Regions from separate parts of the Rattus norvegicus genome. Here region 1 is linked to region 2. A link is a contact called in public Hi-C data. All regions are on one chromosome and are shown on one strand. Each heading gives the region's core, a stretch centred on a gene start, on an enhancer-like site or on the middle of the called end of the contact. The rest is flanking DNA. Distances are from core to core; before and after follow the strand shown. Region 1 holds the start of Slc30a1 (solute carrier family 30 member 1). Region 2 has its middle 18 kb from the start of Nek2.

Evidence for each region. A called contact is a pair of places that touch in the nucleus more often than the background predicts.
Region 1: a contact with region 2 is called in a Hi-C map of liver, with 2.8 times the contacts expected there. The contact joins the promoter of Slc30a1 here to the enhancer-like site in region 2. A contact is called at or near these places in 10 of 12 Hi-C or Micro-C datasets (the A7r5 cell line, the Rat2 cell line, Schwann cells and 5 more).

What each region holds. Positions count from the first base shown.
Region 1 is chr13:106,018,709-106,025,079 of GRCr8, forward strand. Slc30a1 (solute carrier family 30 member 1) reads left to right here and starts at 3,311. Exons shown (of 2, transcript NM_022853.2): 1 at 3,311-4,101; 2 at 5,366-6,371. The coding sequence starts at 3,483. The coding sequence ends at 6,270.
Region 2 is chr13:105,951,122-105,958,576 of GRCr8, forward strand. No RefSeq gene overlaps it. Among named protein-coding and RNA genes, the nearest start is that of Nek2, 18 kb to the left of the region's middle. Within about 2 kb of position 2,675, at least 5 of the 93 cell types and tissues checked have an H3K27ac peak or open chromatin away from gene starts, as enhancers often do. A contact at or near this core is called in liver, where this site is marked.

The DNA of each region.
Region 1 (6,371 bases), core at 2,061-4,560, 68 kb after region 2:
CGTGGATTCTTCGGATCTAACTCAGGCCACCCAGCTCTGGGCAGCACCTAGAGCAGAGAAGCCATCTTCTTGGCCCTACACTTTAAAAAAAAAGGGGGGGGGTCTATGTGCCCTGGCTGTCCTGGAGCTGTGTAGATCAAGCTGGCCTCTAACTCACAAGAGTGTCTCCTTCCTCTGGGATTAAGGGTAAGCACTACCACACCCAGTTACACTGATTTTTTGATAACATATATTCAGGTGTGTTTGGGGGCTTTCACAATCCTCTAAGATTTTACCAGAGTTCTACCAGCAATGTCAAGTTCAGAGGGCCGAGTGTAGAGCACCTGTTACACTGGACTTTCAAGTCATGTTGGCAATTTCCAAAATTGCCAGTATTTTATCTCTAAAGTGTGCTAGATTTAATCATCGTGGGTGTGAAAATTATCAGGCTGGTTCTCTGGAAGGAGGGAGAAAAAGCTGTTTTACTCCACCTAGGGCCACTGAGTGACTCACTAAGAACTCACCATGGCTCCCCGTTAAATCCACTCAGCTGTGCTAAAATTGCTAGGACGGGCTGGGTGGTTCCTCTAGAATGGTGAGTTCAAAGCCAACCTGGCTCCATAGTGAGAGCCTGTCTCAGGGACAAAAACCAAACAAGAAAAAGTTTCCGGGGCAACTAGTGGGAAAGAAAAAAGAACAAAACAAAAACTTGAGCCAAATAACTCAACTGTTTTGCCCACACAAAGTGAGGGAGGGCAGGCTGTGGGTGTGCATGGCTTTTAATCCTAAACATTGGAGGCATAGAAGACTGAGGCTCTGTGGGTTTGGGGCTAGCCTGGTTTACACAGAACTTTGAGCCAAGTAGGCAGTGAGATCCATCACATAAAAAGAAGATAAGGAGAAAGTAAGTTAGACCAAATAGTCTTGCTATTAAGTTCTCTCAGGAGGCCAGGGCCACCACTCATGCTGGGCAATCAATCACTAAACCTCTGGGCTGGTCCCCTACCCTGCATTTTGAGTTGGCTGGCCATTGTGACTACTCCACACTTTGGGACTGTGCTGCCCCACCCTCTGCCAGGGGGTGAGGGAATAAAGCAGCTTTCTGGGAGACAGCTTGAATGTGACACAGACCCCTCAGCTGTTTGTGGCTGCTGTTGGAAGCTGAGATGACTACCACGAGAAACATCTTCCAGGCTGGTCTGTTTAGCCCCTGTAGGGGCAAGGCCCGGTTGGCAAGGCAAGCCTGCCTTATTTACCTATTGCTTCTGCTTTGCGTTATCAACTTCTTTTAAAGCGGTAGTTCTCAACCTGTGGGTCACAACGCCTTGGGGGTCAAATGACCCTTTCTGGGGAGGTGGGAGTCACCTTGGACCATTGGAAAACAGATATTTACTTTAGGATTTGTAACTGTTGCAAAATTAAGTTATGAAGTAGCAAGGAAAGGGTCTAGCATTAGGAAGGTTGAGAACCACTGCTTTAAAGGAATCTGTCTCAATAAAAGGCCACAGTAGGAGGCAAAATGGTCCCCGGCTGCCCAGTGACTCAAGTGACATAAGGATACTTTAAGTGCCTTCCAAATTTAGGCTTCTATAGAGAGGCTGGACTTTTGAGGCTGTGTTTCCCACTTCTGTGTGTGTATGGGGTAATCCAATCTAAGCACCACTATCATGTGTCTTACTTCAAATTCAGCGTCTCAAAGTGGAGTTCACTGTTCTCCCATTGTCCAATAAAATGCCATTTAAGGCATTAACATAACTGTTAATGTCCCCTTTAGCTCTCTTGCCTCCCAACATCCAGGCAATCGCCAGGTTCTGCTGTTTATTCCCTCACAAAACTGGGAATCTTTGACCATGCTCCCTCATTCAGCAAAACAATATGAAGACCCACCTAGCTAGTTTCCCAGTCTGCGTGCTGGGATGAGAACATCATTTACAAAGCAAGAGGCAGTCTTGGAACAAGAATTTCTGCTGAGTGGTGGTGGTGGCGGCGAACACCCAATTCCCAGCACTCAGAAGGCAGAGGCAGCTTTATCTCTGAGTTCGAGGCCAGCCTGATCTACAGAGCGAGTTCCAGCACAGCCAGGGTCACTCACAGAAACTGTCTTGAAAAACCAAAAGGAAAAAGAAGAAAAATTTTCATGCAAAAGGACACAGTGGGCCATGCATAGCTCAATGCAATGGCTGTAACCTAGGGGGTCCTTCATCCAGTTTGATGGCCCAACGGAGGCCTCCCAATGGAGGTCCACTCTGGGAGACCTTTTCCCACACTGATGTGCACACATTCACTATTCTCACCTAGAAGACCAACTCCAAAGAGTCTTAGCCAACTCAGCAAGGGTGTTTGGTTCTTGGGGCCTTTCCACCACTTTCTTTTGTATTCTAGCCGCCCCTCCCCCTCCAAACAGCCCACACAAGGGTTCGGAGGTTTGTAACCTATAAATAGTGTGAACTCACAGAGCCTTGGAATTTTAGCTAGAAGGAAGCAGAAGAGTTCTACTTGCCCAACCCTTTCCTCTATTGATGAAGAAACAGGTGGAGAGAGATTAGGTGACTTGCCCAAGTCACGCAGCAGGCTCCCGCCCAAGTCAGCACCCCACACCTTAGAGTGTTGGCGGCAGGCTGACTTCACACGGTTGCCCCGGGGGGTGGCCCTCCGGGTGAGACCCGCTGAATGGAAAGTGTTCCCGGGGCTGGGGTTGTCCTGCTAGCAAACCAGTCCCTAACTCAGCTCTTCGCTCGGCCGCGCCCCCGCCGCCCGCACAGCCCGAACTCCCCGCCCCTCCTGGGCGCCGACCTGTCACCCAGCCGCCCCCACGTGCACCCAGCTCGCAGGATCAAAGTCTGGGACGGCCAAGCCGGAGCAGGGGAACCACGGCCCGGAACCCTCACCGCGGGAAGCGGGAACTGCTCACGGCGCCCCAGGGCTCAGCGCCACCGCCCTGCCGCCTGCCCACCGCTGCACGCGGCCCGCGCCCACCCTCCCCCGCACCGCCCGCCGCTGCACCCGGCCGCGGCCCCCGGCCCACGCCCCGCTCCCTAGTGCACAGGCCCCGCCCCCAGCTCCCGCGGCCGCGCCCCGCCCCCTCCCGCCCCTCCGCCGCGCTAGCCAATAGAGACTGAGGAGGGGCGGGACGCCAGGGCTGTCGTGAGGCAGCTCTGGCCAATGGGGAGGCGAGCCGGGCCGGGGGGGCGGGACACCGGGGCCTTGTCACGCTCGGGTCCGTGTGAAAACGGGGGTTCCGAGTGCAAAGCAAAGTTTTTTTGTAAACCGTCTGCAAAGGCGGGGGGGTGAAGACGGCGGCCGCCACCGGGCCGAGCGCAGTCGCTGCGGACGCGGTCTCCCGAGCGCCTCGGTCCGATGCTCGGCAGCCCCTCGGTACGCAGTGGCCCGCCGCGCCCTCCGCCTCGCCAGTACAGCCGAGCGCCGGCGCTTGAGTAGCTGCGCGGCCGGCGGTTTCTCCACAGCGCCGCTCCCGCGTCAGCGCCGAGCTTCAGGCCGCCGCCATGGGCTGCTGGGGCCGCAACCGCGGCCGGCTGCTGTGCATGCTGCTGCTGACCTTCATGTTCATGGTGCTGGAGGTGGTGGTGAGCCGGGTGACCGCGTCGCTCGCCATGCTGTCCGACTCCTTCCACATGCTGTCGGACGTGCTGGCGCTCGTGGTGGCGCTGGTGGCCGAGCGCTTCGCCCGGAGGACTCACGCCACGCAGAAGAACACATTCGGCTGGATCCGCGCTGAGGTGATGGGCGCGCTGGTGAACGCCATCTTCCTCACGGGGCTGTGCTTCGCCATCCTGCTGGAAGCCGTCGAGCGCTTCATCGAGCCGCATGAGATGCAGCAGCCGCTCGTGGTGCTTAGCGTCGGCGTGGCGGGGCTGCTAGTCAACGTGCTGGGGCTCTGCCTGTTCCACCACCACAGCGGCGAGGGCCAGGGCGCAGGCCACGGCCACTCGCACGGCCACGGCCACGGCCACCTCGCCAAGGGCGCGCGCAAGGCGGGCCGCGCGGGGGGCGAAGCGGGCGCGCCGCCGGGCCGGGCGCCGGACCAGGAGCCGGACCAGGAGGAGACCAACACGCTAGTGGCTAACACCAGCAATTCCAACGGGCTGAAGGCGGACCAGGCAGGTGAGCGCCGGAGGGGTCGGGACGAGCGCCCCCTGGCGACCGCGGTGGGTGCCACGCCCCGCGCCCGGGTGCGCGGTGGTTTCGTGCCCACTGTACAAGTTTGATAATGATGTGTTGGGGGTGTGTGGGCCCTGGTTAAAGGCGGCCTTTGTGAGTGTGTGTTTCCCAGAACCGACCGCCTAATCCGTAAAATCACAGTTTAGGGACCTGCCAGGGCATGTTGCATCCTTACTTCTTCGGGTCTGGCATAATGGGACTAGACCCAATGGTGATGTATTACCCTTGGGGTTTTAATGAACGTTTTTCATCTTGAGCACACTGTACATGATGGTAATTTGGAAGGTAAGTGTTGAAAAAAAAATTAGAACCAGCCGGTACCACCCAGGCTCGATGTTAACGTTTTGTTCCTTCCAGTTTTTCCTTGCTGTTTGTATCTGTTTAAGTTCCATACAGAGGCAGCTTAACCTCTCCAGTGCATAGTAACATGTTAAGGAAGTGCAGGTGGTACATAGAAAGGAGAAGATGAAGCTGCCCAGGTGTGCTGTCTGACTGGAACTTTTAGGTTACTAAGTGATTATTGATTTCCAACTTCATTGATAGCTTCAGGTTGTGTTGTGCTTGTTGGTTTGTTTTTGGTTCCTGGAGACAGGGTTTCTCCATGTAGCCCTGGCTGTCTGTAGAACTAACTCTGTAGAATGGGCTGGCCTCAAACTCACGGAATTCCTCCTGCATCTGTCTCCCCAGTGCTGGGATCAAAGGCTTGCACCACCCAGCAATAGCCCCAGGTTGTTGATTTGTCAGTGTGTAAACTCCTCTGCCAAGACAGTATATTTTATGTTCATGATGAATATTTTACGTTAGAGCCGATTTTCTCAGTCTACCTAGTGCCACAGAGTAAAGAGAAACTCACCTAAGATTAGTTTGTGTCAGAGGACGTAAGTCCTCAGTGCTACTTAACTGGTCACCTTAAATTTTGCTTCTCTTGTATGTTTCAGAGAAGTGAAGTAGAATGTTTACAGGACACTAACCCAGTAGTGGGGGGCAGGTGAGAGAGGGTGGGAAGGAACGAGAAGGAACAGTAACCCAGTGACACAGTTGAATTTTTGCTGTTGTGTACTGGCAGTACCCAGTGCCAGCTCACTGTGAATTGCTCTCAGCACACTTTTATTGTGCTTTATGAAACAAGTTGAAATTTACCGCCAGACAGGATGTTTTTATGGACACTTTAAATGTGCGTAGTTAAAATTGTATTGTTTTGTTGTAGAGCCAGAGAAGTTGAGAAGTGATGATCCAGTGGATGTACAGGTAAATGGGAATCTCATCCAGGAGTCAGACAGTCTGGAATCAGAAGACAACAGGGCTGGACAGCTGAACATGCGAGGAGTGTTTCTGCACGTCCTTGGAGATGCCCTGGGCTCTGTGATCGTTGTTGTGAATGCCTTGGTCTTCTACTTTTCCTGGAAGGGTTGTACTGAAGACGACTTTTGTGTGAACCCGTGTTTTCCTGATCCCTGCAAATCGTCTGTAGAGCTGATGAACAGCACCCAGGCCCCCATGCACGAGGCTGGTCCGTGCTGGGTCCTCTACCTAGATCCAACCCTGTGCATTATAATGGTTTGTATACTTCTTTACACGACGTACCCACTGCTCAAGGAGTCCGCTCTCATTCTTCTACAGACTGTTCCTAAGCAAATTGATATCAAACATTTGGTAAAAGAGCTACGAGATGTTGAAGGAGTGGAGGAAGTCCATGAGTTACACGTCTGGCAGCTCGCCGGAAGCAGGATCATCGCCACTGCTCATATAAAATGTGAAGACCCAGCTTCATACATGCAGGTGGCCAAAACCATTAAAGATGTTTTTCACAATCATGGAATTCACGCCACCACCATCCAGCCTGAATTCGCTAGCGTAGGCTCTAAATCAAGTGTCGTCCCGTGTGAGCTCGCCTGCAGAACTCAGTGTGCTTTGAAGCAGTGCTGTGGGACACGGCCACAGGTCCATTCTGGAAAGGAGGCAGAGAAGGCTCCAACAGTTAGCATTTCTTGTTTAGAACTCAGTGAAAACCTAGAGAAGAAGCCCAGGAGGACTAAAGCTGAAGGCAGTGTCCCCGCTGTGGTGATAGAGATTAAAAATGTGCCAAACAAACAGCCCGAATCATCTTTGTGAGCCTTGAGAAAGATGTGATATTTGACTTTGCTTTTAAACTGCAAGAGAAAATAGACTCCATTGAAATGCTAAGTTTGCCACGTAGTGTAATTGAAGTCCTC
Region 2 (7,455 bases), core at 1,425-3,924:
ATTTGAGCATGAAAAACTTTACCCACCATATTTTTATGTAACATTTCCCTGGTATTGCTAATTGTATGAGCATAATAGAGACCAAGTTATGGAAGGCTCAGTAATAAATAACTCCCTTAAGTATACAGACAGCACACTGGTGGAATGCAGCTCTCATACTGGAAATGATGCTTGGCCAAGCACAGAGATTCCCCATAGGCTGGTCTGTGTAGTGTTGAGTCTGCCTCCTTGCCACAGCAGCATCTGCAAGACTCAGTCCAGAAGGACTGTGCAGGACCCTGGTCCACGCCTCCCTGGCTCTGACACGTGTTGTTGAGTGTCCTAAGAAACTGGGGAACTTAGTCTTCATCCTGGGCAATGTCAGCTTTAAGTGGAAGTGCTTTGAGCCTGACCCTGTGTTAGTCCAGTGGCTCCTACTGGCTCGTTCCTGGAGAGTGCTGCTGCAAGCCAGGCAGACTACGCACTCAACCTCCAGCAGAGTGTGTGTGTGTGTCCGTCCCTGTCCATCCATCTGTCTGTCTCAACAGCTGGAGACCTGTGACTTGCTCTCCCTTCACCAGCCCTGTGCAATGTCTGCTGCCCCTACCAAGGCCTCCCCAGGAGCTTTAGCCCTAGGCTAGGTGCATCCACCCACCTCCTGTCTCTCACCTGGCAAAGGGCAGAGCAAGTGACAGGTGGATTGTGACTCACCCTGGTCAGAGCTGCCTAACACTAACACCTGTACCCAGGCCCCAGCCGAGAATCCTGTCGAGTTAGAGACTAACTGAAGGCACAAGACCTTCCAGGAGAGCAGTCAGCAGTCTCAACCACACGTTAAAACCAGCCCTTAAGAAATAACCTTTCCCACTTCATTTTAAAGCTAGAGGAGGCTGTCTTGGACTCTTAACTTTCATTCATTTACTCAATGGACAGTTATTGAGTTACCATGTTGAAAGGCTGACGTTTAACCCATTACTGTGGAGAGAGCCTGATCCCGCACTAGATCTGTGGTGGTAGGCAACTGGGAGAGTCAGCCATAAGTGCTAGGGAATGGAATAAAGCTGGTCAAAAGAGGTGTGTGCACACTTTTGGGGAAAAGGGACATTGGCATTCGACAGGCAGAGCAGGGGTTGGGGACCCCAGTAGGGCAGGGACTGTGGAGGCCGTGCAGGAGGAAGGGGGCTTGCAGGGCAGCGAAAAGAGGGTCCTTGAAGGCTTGGAAATACACAGCCAACTTTTACGTCCTGCCACTGAGAAACCAACGCAAGCCAGGACCATCTCCTGGACCAGAGAGGAAGCTCTTAGAAGGAAAGGGCTGCTCCCCTCACCTGTCTTAAAGTTTCCCCAGGTTCACCAGCGCCTCAGCAATGGCAGAGGCGGCCACACGGTGGCGCCAAAGCGCTGCGAGCCCAGCAGCCGGGAGGCGCTGGCTCCACTGAGCACCAGCCCCAGTTACTTTGCGTCCTAATACTCCTGCGCAGAGGTCCCAGGGAAACTGAGGCACACGGGTCACAGGTAAGCGGCACAGCTGGTGACTGACCGACTCCCAAGTCACCCTGTTTTGGTGAAGGATCAGACTCGAGCAGGAAGAAGACCCTGCCCTCTCTGGCCTCACAGGGCAACAGCAGTTTGTTTCCCACAGTGGGTGTTAAAGCTAAAACAGCTTTCCATTCAGAAAGTCAAGAGATGTTTATTCTGGAGCCAAAAATGAGTGACTGTGGCCCAGATACACAGATTCAGGTTACCCCAAATGCCATGTTCCATTGGTAAGAATTTCATGGAGTTTCTATAGAAACAGATAGTCAGGTGGACGGGTCACAACAGGGGAATCCCTGATGTCACCCTCAAATGCCTTCTGAGGGTCTTAGTGTTGGGGCTGGAAGAAGCTAGTGCTGTTCACACTAATAGGTCCCACACCTATTGGGCAACATGTGACTGTTTATTGGGTTAAAATGACCCAAGATAATTTTGCTCTGGACCTGCAACATTCCAACTCTCCACAGTCCCTGCTGTTCTGATCATAACCATCCTGATAGCAGGTTATCACAGTGTGACTTCTTTCCAGAGTTTAGCATGGGTTAAGGTGAACACCTACCCTGGGTGATATCCCATGCTTGTGGTTCCAACACTGGAGGCCGAGGCATTTAAGGTTATCTGCAGCTACATAGCCAGTTTGAAGCCAGCCTGGGCTACATGAAACCCTACCTCAGAAAAACAACACAAAATACAATTTTAAAAATAACAACAACCCCCCGACCCGAGACAACTGGGTGGATTAGGTGGTTTAGCAAGATGGGCCAGGGTGGCGTGATCGAGCCAGGTGGCCTTTAGACCTGGCGCTGAAAGAAGTGATTGGGCAGCTTTAGGTGGGGCAGAGTTAGCTGCTGGTTTTAAAGCAAACCTCTGGGAGGATGGGTCTAGGATGATTTCTCTCTCTCCTGCTTTCCTTGCTATTGTCTGCCATGTGGAATCTCACTCCCTCCAAAGCCCAGGCCAGAGGCCTAAGACACCCAGGCTGTCCAGGCTCCTTCCCCTGAAATATGCCCCACTTACAGACAGGTCTTGTTGTGGGACCAGAGGCAAGGCTCCCAACTGGAATGGGTTTAAAGGAATGAAGAGAATGCATGCTGTACCGGGAATGCTCAGTAATGTGGAAAATGAGGACCCGCATTGTTGGGTGGATTTCTCAGAAAGATGTTGAAACCAGCCTCACCCAGGGAGGCGCATGCTGGCTGACCGAGTGGCTGACAGCGTGTGGCTGAGACCTAGGGATTCTTTACCCTTAGCCCAGCCAGCACATCTCTTTCCCATGTGCCAGGGCTCTCCCACCACCCACTGAACGTACTGCCAGACCCACGGGCATCTATGCAAAGTCTCAGGCCCGGACACCTCTGACCCATGCGCCCCTCCTCCCCTCTCAGCAGCCAAGTGTCCTTCTGTTTGAAGACAATGTCCAGGTGGCTGCTGGGCTGACTCAGCAAATGGAGCTGCCAGGGAGGGGTGGGGAGGACGGACACCCAGCAGCCACCCGGGCTGCTTACATTGTCTAACCCTGAGCTTCAACCCCTCAGCTGTAAACAGAACATCAGTCCTAGAAAAGGTGAACTGTATTCAAGGGTCTGGAATATTCCTGAGCAACTGTGTTCCACTCTGCCCTGGGAAGCATCCAAAAGGGCTTGGGTTATAATAGATGGGTTATAATAAAATGCAAATATTTAAACTAAGGGGGAAAAGAGTGAGTGAAACCAGGAATGCATCCAACATGATAATTGCAGTAATTACACCCAGAGCCAAACCTTGAGGGAGCAGACCGCTCTCTGAGGTAAGGCAGGAGAGACAGAGCTCAGGGAGTAGCATAAGCCTTTGCTGCATCTCCAGCTGCAACAGACCTGGCAGTATCATCTGGACATCTCGCTAAAATATGGGCTCAATTCAACAGGTCCAGGGTGGGCCAGATAATCTGTCCTAAGTGCTCTAGGGTAGACAGCTCACTGGTAATTTCCCAACTGTGAAGGAGGGGCCGAAAGTCCGCTGGGCTCGAGGAGCTGTGCAAAGCAGGTGGGTTGAGCTGGGGACAAAGTAGACCCCTACTGAATGCCTCTGTCTCTGCCCCAGACTGAAGTCCCATGTGGGTATGAGCTGAATTAATGGAGGAGAAAGGCTTTGGAAGGCTTTCAATGCCCCGATCCATTGAGCACTCTGGTCTATGGGAGGGATGAGAGGGTTTGGTTTGATACCCCAGAGCCCTTGGCATCATGTATGCAGAGGAACTAGAGGACTCTCCTGCTCTCTATCTGCCAGGTAGGAGTTTCTGGGGCAAAACTGGGCAGGAGAGGGCCATCAGGGGCCGAATGGACCCCAACCATGTTTCCAGGGTCAGAGGAAGTGGCCAGTAGGTTGTCTAAAGCAAAGTTACACTCAACCCTCCACGCCAGCAACAGAGGTCCTCAGGGTGTCTAGTGACAGCCTGGTCTAGGCCAGTCCATGGACAGGACAGACTCAGAGCATGGAGCTGTGAAGCAGCCGGGGCCATGGCTCCCCTGTGACAGCACTCCTGATGACCCCTTCTAGAGGGACCTGGGAGGGAAAACAGCTTGTTAAAGTTGAACTTTGCAGTTTACTGAATGCTTCTCTTAACCCAGTTAATTAACCAGCACTGACGTTTCCCTCATGAACCATGTAGAGACAGTGGGAACAGAAGCTGCCATTGCTCCCTGGGTGGAACATCCGCGTTTCAGCAGGAACAGTCCCTAATACAGAAGCTGCCCTCGTCAGCCCTGCACAGAGCTCAGCCCCACACTGCCTCTTGATGCATCGACAAAGTCGCATGAAGAGGAGGCCGGACCTACCAATGCGGGGAACACTGGGGGTTCCCTTGAAGCATCCTGGAAGGAGGAAATCGAGCAGTATGGGGGCTGCAGAAGGAAGGGCTTTGAGACGGGTTAAGTGGGGCTGGAGATTTGGCTCAGTGGTAGAGTGCTTGAGTAGCGTACTGGAATCCCTGAGTTTGATCCTAAACAACACACACACACACACACACACACACACACACACACACACACACACACTTCAAGTCCTCAGTGACCTGACTTCCACTTCTTTTTGTTTATTTTTTTGAGACAGGCTTTCTGGCTGTGCTGGAACTCGCTCTGTAGACCAGGCTGGCCTGAAATTCACAGAGATCCACTTGTCTCTGACTTCCCCGTGCCGGGATTAAAGGCATCTGTCAGTCTAATCTTCATCTCTTGAAGGTCCCACCCACCACCCTTCAATGAGCTTTAAGGGAATCACTCAGATGCAAACTGAAGCAACGGTCTGAGAATGTTCGAAGCACTTGTAGTGATTTCTCAGTGCGCTGTTCTGTTCTCGGCCCTGGAATGGAACATGTCCGTGTGCGGACTACAGAGCATCCTGGGGAAGGGTAGTTGCCCTGTGTATTGGGAATGCTGTTTTCAGGGATGTGTATTATTTTGTTCTCTTCACCCAGCCCCTTCCCCAACACAAATGTGTGAACGGCACACGCACATGCATGCTGATACATGTCTGCCCTTGACACGCTGTACGAAAGGACAGGAGGTATCAGGTGCTGGAAACAACTTGGAATGTTCTGGAGTCTCTTGTGAAGGGTGTGGCTTAGTTAGGATGACCTTCGGTTGTCCTGGTGCAGATTTGCTGCTATGGTGGTTAGTTCTTGGCAGCAGGGAGGGCTACAAAAGTCCCACAGAGCCAGGGACCCCGGCACCTGAGAGCCAGTCACTCTGAGGCTCTTGGCTGTTCTCCTCCATCACATCGGGCAAGATTAATTATTAATGTTTATGATCCCACAGAGGCTGGTCTCTGTGAACCACAAGCCCAGCACTTCTTTTCCAACCTCCAGCCACTTAATCATGGTTTGGGCTGGGTCAGCGTAAGAGCCCCGTAACCTCAGAAACCGAGCACGGTGAAGACCTTTATCTGCTGCTCCTGGGGGCGAAGGCCAAGTTCACAGGGTGCAGCTGGTGGCATAGGAGCTGATAATGCTCTCGAAGAAACCCAGATGTCTTTGCTGCCTTTCAGGGCTGGGCCTCATCACGCCCCTCTCCTGGTGTGAGTCTTAGCTCAGCTGCAGTGGGCAGAGCCTTTCACACGCACGGTCTCAGTAGCTCCCTAGCAAGGCGGCAACCGGCCTGGATGGGTTCTGTTCTCATTCAGAAAAATAAAAAAACAGAGAGCCACGATCACTGAGACTCAAGGACCCCAGCTTCACCCCTCAGCTCTGCTGCAAGCATTCCTGCTTAGCCCACAGTGTTAGAGCTGCTTTACAGACCCTAGTGTGCTGGGGGCTGTCCAGGACTTCTTTGAAAGTGAACAGCATTTTTCTGATAGCCTACAGAATTTATCATAGACTCTTCAGATCTGGGTCAGCAGAAGTGATTGCATTCAAATCAGCCCAAGGACTTGCCATGCCTGCCGATGGTGCCACCTGCTGGGTTCTTAGGTTGGTGTGGCCAAGGGTGTGGCCAGCCTGGGGACCTTGCTGCCCTTGACCATGGAAGACTTCAGGCAGCAAGCAGCAAGCCAAGAGACCTGAAGCTGACCCCACACTGTCTTTGGGGAGCACAGGTGGCTTCCATGGCAGGGACACACATATGACACTATCATACCTTTATTAGCTTGCAAAGAACCAACCACACTGAAATGAGAAGCAGCCAGACACATGTTTATAGCCCTCCTGTACCATGCTAACCAATCAGAAAGTGGGTTGCAAAAGACTCCCCTTACAGTGACAACACAGAGGACGATGTAAGGAGTGTGAAACACTCACAAAACCCACTTGCACCTGCCTCTAGAGCACATCATGGCATGTTCACTAATACTGGAACATCCTGTTTGAGTGCATGTGTGTGTGTGTGTGTGTGTTTGTGTGTGTGTGCATGTGTCTATGTGTATATCTGTGTGTGCATGTATGTGTGCATGTGTCTGAGTGTGTGTGTGCATGTATGTGTGCATGTGTCTGAGTGTGTGTGCATGTATGTGTGCATGTGTCTGAGTGTGTGTGCATGTATGTGTGCATGTGTCTGAGTGTGCATGTGTGTGTACCTGTGTGTATGTGTCTGTGTGTATGTCACTTGTCTGTGTGTGCATATGTGTACATGAGTGTGTGTGTCTGTGTGTGCATGTGTGAGTGTGTATACATGTGTGTCTCTGTGTGTGCGAGTGTGTGTGTGTGCATGTGTCTGTGTATGCATGTGTCTGTGTGTATCTGTGTGTGTATGTGTGCATTTGCCTGTGTGCATGTGTGTGCATGAGTGTGTGTGCATGAGTGTGTGTCTGCGTGTGCATGTATATGTGTACATGTGTGTCTCTGTGTGTTTGAGTGTGTGTGCACACAAATGTGTGTCTGTGTGTACATGTGTGTATCTTTGTGTGTGCATGTGTCTGTGTGTATCTGTGTGTATGTGTGCATGCATGTGTGTGCAAGTGTGTGTACATGAGTGTGTGTCTGCATGTGCATATATGTATACACATGTGTCTGTGTGTGTGAGTGTGTGCATGTGTCTGTGTATCTGTGTGTGTGTGTGTGTGTGTGTGTGTGTCTGTGTGTCTGTGTAACTAGGGCTGGGAGAGTACAGTTCAGTGGTAGAGTGCTCTCCTAGCACACATACAGACTTGGGTTCCGTTCCCCAAACTGGGCAGCATGGCTTATAGACGGTGGCAGCTTTGGGCAGACTTGGAGACAGGTGAGGATGGCTTGCTGCAAACCAGCTCAGTAAAGTGACAGTGCCTGAGGAAACTGTGAGAGTCCAAAGTCTCTGGCATCATGAGTCCTGATGTCAAAGATTCCCTCAGCTGGAGTCCAGCTTCCCAGAACCCTCCCAAACAACCAGTGATAGGCAAATGAGCTACAAGAAGCTGGCTGGCAGTCAGCTTGGGGCTGGATGCCAGGCCTGGGTGGACCCAGGAGACTTCTTCCCCAGGTGGCCTATGAGGGCAGCT